Linked DNA regions of Mus musculus: region 2 is linked to region 1. A link is a contact called in public HiChIP or PLAC-seq data. All regions are on one chromosome and are shown on one strand. The core of a region is the stretch at or near the end of the contact, and the rest is flanking DNA. Distances in the headings are between cores, read along the strand shown.

What was found. HiChIP or PLAC-seq counts read pairs in DNA pulled down with a chosen protein or histone mark.
Region 2: a contact with region 1 is called in an H3K27ac HiChIP or PLAC-seq map of SST interneurons, with 8 times the contacts expected there. The contact joins two enhancer-like sites. A contact is called at or near these places in 1 of 484 Hi-C or Micro-C datasets (bone marrow-derived macrophages) and 3 of 115 datasets of contacts at active chromatin or transcription factors (SST interneurons, embryonic basal ganglia and extraembryonic endoderm stem cells).

The regions. Positions count from the first base shown.
Region 1 is chr12:99,062,575-99,065,856 of GRCm38.p6, reverse strand. All of the region lies in intron 2 of Gm40554 (a long non-coding RNA gene), which reads right to left. Among named protein-coding and RNA genes, the nearest start is that of Gm40554, 40 kb to the right of the region's middle. Within about 2 kb of position 1,811, at least 28 of the 459 cell types and tissues checked have an H3K27ac peak or open chromatin away from gene starts, as enhancers often do. A contact at or near this core is called in SST interneurons, where this site is marked.
Region 2 is chr12:99,916,238-99,919,519 of GRCm38.p6, reverse strand. The region is part of intron 13 of Tdp1 (tyrosyl-DNA phosphodiesterase 1); the gene reads right to left. Among named protein-coding and RNA genes, the nearest start is that of Tdp1, 33 kb to the right of the region's middle. Within about 2 kb of position 1,604, at least 41 of the 459 cell types and tissues checked have an H3K27ac peak or open chromatin away from gene starts, as enhancers often do. A contact at or near this core is called in SST interneurons, where this site is marked.

The DNA of each region.
Region 1 (3,282 bases), core at 562-3,061:
TACAATTCCCCCCACTCGATACATATGGATTTCATGGTTCTGATGAATCCGCAGTTGTGCATTTATGAGCTGATAAGAGTTAATGACACCTTTTCATTTCCTCTCCACCACTCTGACGAGCACCCTGTAGCCATTCTACCACCCCTAGCTTTCTCTCTTTCCTTCCCCACATAGTCTCCAGACGTTAGCAGCCTGCCTCTTACACTGTAGGTTTGCCACTTAGGACGTTACAATAGAAGTGATATCAAATAAAATGTGGTCCATTGTGACTGGCTTCTTTCACAGCACGCTCTCACCAAATTTCATGCTGGCTATAGGGCGCACCCATAAGTTCTTCATCTCGTTATTGTTTTTAGATCAATACTCTACTGCACAGATATGTCTCACTGGTTTACCCACTTTTTAGTTGATGGGCTATTACAAACAACACAGCAGCGGGCACCTGAAACAAGTTTGAAGTGAACACATGCTTTTATTTTTCTTGGGAGTCGGATTTCTGACTCATGTGACAACTGGACACCTGCCCTTTTGATGAGCTGTCGGACTTTTCTGAAGTAGCTGTGCCATCTGATGTCACCACCACCCCGCCCCCAGCAGTACCAGAGGACTTTCCATTTTGCTGCGTCCTTACCCTGTGTATTGTTAGTAATCCTTTGTATGGCAATGGATGTGGAATTGCACCTCCTCTACCTGTTGACAAATGATACTGAGCCTCTCTCATCGTTGGCCACTTATCTTTCATCCTTGTGGAAGCATCCATCTGGATCCTTGGCCAAGTGTTCAAACTGGGTCATTCATCTTTTTAAGACGGAGTTGTGAGAGTCCTTTCTGTATCCCGTATACAAAGTCCTTTACTGGATATGTGATTTGTAAATATTTTCTTTCATTTTGTGTGTTACCTTTTCATTCCACTGGTCCTGTCCTTGAATGCTTATTTGATGTCCACCAATGACAAATGTCTGCCTTTTGCCTTTATTGCCTGTGCATTTAGTGTCATATCCAATAAATCACCACTGAAGAGTTACATTCACTTAAATGAGCTATAAATCATTTAAATGACTTTCCAAAGCCTAGATTCTGTCCCAGGTCTTAAGGGCCTTGACCCTATCTATGTTCCTTATTTTCATGTTTATCCCTTTAACAACTCTTCCTCTATTTAAGGTGTCCTAGGCCTGTCTCAACTCTTCAGAACAAAAGGGGACAACTGAGACATCCTTCATCTTTGTGCTCAGGATGCTATTACCATGCCAACAGCACTGGAGCTTCTGTGCACACCCTAAGGACACATGGAACTGAATGACTGGGGAGCCGCTGTCTCAGAAGCGTCCCCTTGTAGGTCCACCACATACATCACCGTATTAAGATATCCAAGGAGGGAGCTTGCAATAAAGAAGCCACTTTGACTCTGTTTAGTGGTTGAGTCAGGTACATGTTTCAGCGGGCCTTCCATTCTCAGCATTAACATGCCCAGGAATGTATCATTAGTTTAGGTTTCCTATATCCCTTTCAACTTTCTCCAGTAGCGATACCTTCCTTATACTTTGCATGGTCCCTGACTTTCCACTCACTTTCCAATAATAAAGTATGACAGTGCCAGTGGGCTTCATAGTAACTACAGAGGAGAGTTAAGTTGGTTGACAAATGGAGGCGCAGGTAAAGAAAGAGAGGGGCACACGGCGGATGAAACTGGTCTGTGACATGTGCCCGGATGGCGCTATCTTACTGCTGACTCACTTCCAGATGTGTCCCGGGAATGCTTGTCTTATTGCTGACTCACTTCCAGATGTGTCCCAGGAATGCTTGTCTTACTGCTGACTCACTTCCCGGAGACCCTGATCAACCTCTCTGCAGGAACCTGATGAGTAACGCATAGCTCAGACAGTGCCTGGGAAAGCAAGTGCCTTTCTTCCTCAGGATGAAGATGGCAGTTGGGTACTGTCAAGTCCAAGTTGGAGAAAATGCCCCTTCCTTCCTGACTCTGTGCTGGGACCTGGGAACATGGATGCTCTGACACGCCACCCACAAGCAGCCAGTGTTCATTTGGGAAATAGACAAAAATGCTCTGTCATTATATTTTCTCCAAGGAGGGCCTCAGTTAATATGTAGACGTTTGTTTCCAAGTGCGCTCCTCCGCCTCCCTCTCTTCCCTCCCTCCCCCCTTCTCTGTGTGTGCATGCTAGAGTCTGATGATATTATAGGGAGGAAGAACCTTACTGTGTGGATCTAATTAAAACAAAAATACCACTTCTTTTTTTTTTATTTTGAAAGCATTTGGCTGATGTTAATGAACCATCTGGGGCTGATTTGATGGTTACTCCAGGGGCTTTGGCAAATAAAAGGGGGTGGGAGATTCCAAATTGGGTATCTTTCAAGCCTGATAGTTGGACTTTAGTTAGAACAAAGTCAGTGGAAAGCAACTCAAACTGGCTTAACGTGAAAAGCCTGCAATTACTCTGCTCCAGCTTGGGGTTCTGAACCATATTCGGGCAGGGAGCCTGGAGCCAGGCACCGGTCATGCCCAGCTTGGCTCTGTCTGTTCCTGTTGAGGGGCAGCATCCTTAGGTGGACAATGCTTGCTCTGGACCTCTCTTTTAGTTGGCTGGGGCTTTGTCAAATATGCTTCAGGAAGTCGCAGGCGGAGACTGTTAGGTAAGTCACGGGATCTTTCTGTGTGATTGGTCTAGACCCCTCCGGTTCCTTTTCTAGTGAAGCCACATCTAGTAAATTAGAATGTTAGCTGTTAGGGAGATGTGGTCACAGAAAGTGCTTGGCCACTCTTAAGTGATGGCCAGTAACAAAAGCATGAAGCAGCCCTGAGAACCCCGTCCTGTTTGGTGCTTTATATAATGCTTTCATAGGATTGTAACTCATGAATTGAAAGATGCCCAAAATAAAGAATTCACAAAGTCAATGAATTTTAACCAGCTACCTTTTCACTCACTACCCACACCAAGAGAAAGACACACACAGAGAGAGAGAAAGAGAGAGAGAGAGAGAGATCCCTCTCTGACTTACATCCTTTCAAAGTTCTCCACAAGTTCCGAGTTTATCGGAGGAAGCATCTGTATTAATGGACCAACAGATTGGAAAAGGTACAGAGAGAGGCTTCTCTGTAATGGGTCTGTTTGTTTGTTTGTTTTAAGTGCCAAGAGTAAAATTTGTTTCTAAACTGGTTTCAAATCCATGCGTATTTTCGAGGCACTGACTAGAAGAGGGACATAGAGAAAAGGCAGAAGCTAGAGTCTGTTCTATCCTTGCTTGGAAGTCTGATCTTGATAAGCA
Region 2 (3,282 bases), core at 355-2,854, 850 kb before region 1:
TACTTCCTGGGTGTTCCTCAGCATCGGCCATCACCCTGTTCTGCTTGCTCCAAGTAGGAAAAGTCACACAGCCTTATGGTATCAATGATGAGCATGAGAGAGAATCAAACCGAAGTTAACCAAACTAAAACCTCACCAAAAGTTACAACCACCACCACAGCAAAAACTCACACCTCTGTGGACAACAATCCCTCTTAAAGGTCTCACAGTAAGTATGCCTGTCGTTGGGTTTATTTTGATGTGTGCTTGGGATGGAGCCCAGGACATCACATATTCTATACAGGGGCTTTCCCAGTGAGCTAGCCCTGCAGTCAAATTTGCTGTTCTCCTGTAGCTGTCTCATTTCTACAGTGTTGATAATGATGTCAGCGATGAACTCCATCTACCGATCAGGCTCCCTGCCAGGTGCTGGGATAGGCTGAACAAGATAGACATGGGCTTCATGTCGGAGCCTAGAGAGGAAGCCAATGAGCACATAAATAACTATAGGGAAGGGACAGGCACGTTGAAGATGTAAAAGCCCAGTAGACTGCAGAATCCAACCAGCCGAGGAAGCCATGTTTAAGTCAAGTGCTGGATGACTACAAGTTCAGGGACTACATGGGGAGAAGAATCCACCTGTGCAGAAGTCAGAAAAGCACCATAGGATCAAATAATCCATGTGGCTTGACCTGCTTAATCTCTTTCATTTAACTGTCAATTCCACAAGAGCAAGAAGCTCAACTTAGCTTTCTTCTCTCTATTCTCATAGCATCATCCGGCTACATGTTATCTGCCGAGTGGCTGGTGGAGCTGCCTCCCTCCATGTACAGCTTTACTTCTCACGTAGGAGAGGCCCATGCTACCTCACAAATCTCTGAGATGATGGAAAGGGACAGGTGAGGCTGATCAGTCAGGGTCAGTTCTCTCTCCTGCCCCTTTCTTCATATGCTTGCTGAGCAGAGACAACAGTTGTCTCTTCTGTGCTGGTTAGGACCTCCCTGCTGGTAGTGACCACCCACGTGGATGGAGGGTCTGTGCTGGGTCTGTTGTGAGCACAGGTCTTGCCTTCGCTGAGTTTATAGACTACGGGGCTATCATAAAGGGTGATTACCACAGTGTTACTAACAGCAGCTGCTGTTTCACGTGCTTACAAGGAACAAGTACTGTTACTCATAGTTATGGCTGCTACTAAGACTCCAGCTTCCTTAAGGAAGTGTCACTTCTTGAGCCCTTGGCGGCAAGTGCTTGAATAACTCATCTCGCCACCAAACTGCCAGCATCCTTTTGTACCTTGCCTTTGTGTTTCAAGAAATGTGTTTCGGGCTCAGTGACTCATGAGTTCTAAGAGGCTGAGCTGCAGTCTAGGCTGGCTGTGCCGACTCGGAACTGGTGTGTATCTCATTACTTCAACTTGTTTCCTTGAAGGCGATTTGGAAGTATGCTGCACGGCGTTTTCCCTGACCCCTGGTAGCTTGCCTTTACCGCTCTTCCCGATAAACAGCACAGGCTCTGCAGACTGCCCAACTCAGCTGCCCACATCCACTCTTCCCTACACACCCACTCGCCACTCAGCAGCCTGACCTAGCTTTCAACGCACTCATTAGATGATGTCACCGCACTTCAGGGCCTCCTGTTAGCTGGCTCAGCTCTGCACATCAGCACAGGAACAGCTCAACCTTCCACACTGTCTCCAGCTTGAGAGCCTTTTCGAGCTGTTCCCTTTGACCAGTATGCTCTTCCCTTGTTGGGCTGGTGTGCTCTCCTCTGTCGGCCTCCTAAGGCCACTTTCTCTGACATGTTTCTTCAGACAAGCTCCAAATGCAGCTCCTCACCTGCTACAGGCCTGAGCTGACACCTCTCCTCTCCTCTCCTCTCCTCTCCTCTCCTCTCCTCTCCTCTCCTCTCCTCTCCTCTCCTCTCCTCTCCTCCTCTCTTCTCCTCTCCCTCTCACCTCCCCTCCCCTCCTCTCCCCTCCCTTCCCTTCCTTCTTTTTTTAATATTCTACTGGTCTTGCTTAAGCTCTTCTACCTCAAATGAAGACTCATACTAGAGTAGGTACTTTGTTTCTTGCCTTCTATGAACTACAGACAGGGCCTGAAATGAGGACGATTATAAGGGCTTGATGGACACTTCACCCTCTCAACAAGCAGGTAGTGAAAACACAGGAAGAACAATGCATTACTTAGTGCTCTTATGAACAACATGGACCGTTTCTATATAACTATTAATCACAGGATCTCACACAGGTCCTACCTATGCACAGGGTTGCTAGACTTCCTGAATGAAGAAATGATGCAGTCTGTGTCTTAACACCTCCTGGAAAACATGTTGAGCACATTGGCACACACCTTCAATCCCAGCACTCAGGAGACGGAGGTAGGTGGATCTCTAGGAGTTTGAGGCCAACTGGTATTATAGCCAGTTCCAGGCCTGCCAGAGATACACAGTAAGACCTTATCTAATACACACACACACACACACACACACACACACACATACACATGCACCAGTGTGTGCACTGAGCTAGGTATGTGGCTCCTGCCTGTAATTCCAGCAGTGGGGAAGATGAAACAGAGCAAGCTACCATGAGTTTAAGGCCAACCTGAATTCTATCATGAGAACTTGTTTCAACAAAATGGATAACTACATAAAGGAAAAGAAAGACACATTGAATAATGTGAAATTTTAAAGAGGATGACTTGGCCTCTGCACAAGCTTAGAGCTGCTTATTGAAGGTAGCTTAGTGATCAGACATTCCTTAATTAAAAAAAAAATAACGTATTTGAGTATTTTGCCTGCACGTATGTCTGTTCACTGTGTACAGCCACGTCTATCATGTACCACCACCACCACCACCACCACCACCACCACCACCACCACCACCACCACCACATCGACGACCAAGTCCCATTCCAGGTACCCAGTCTGTCACCTCATTTAACAATCACAGGAACCCCAAAAGTAGCCATTACCTCTTCCTCTTTATAACTAAGAAATAAACATAGATTAAATTAATTCCCCAAGTTTACATAGTTGCTAATGACAGAAACGCGCCCTGCATGTTTATTTTTAGAACTCAAAAGTCTGCTTTCCTACTGTGCTCTGCAGCTGCAGAGGTCTTCAGGACGCCCTCTGGCGCTGTGTTTATCAGACATCTCTTTGGGTCAGTGTTTCTCACCTGAACCAGGCACAACTGCTAGCCACAAAACCAGATACGGTTCTTTTTATTCTTTCTTCATCCTGCATGCACTAATTCTGCTCTGTGATAGTTTAGTTATCTGTGATTGACACCAATTAGGT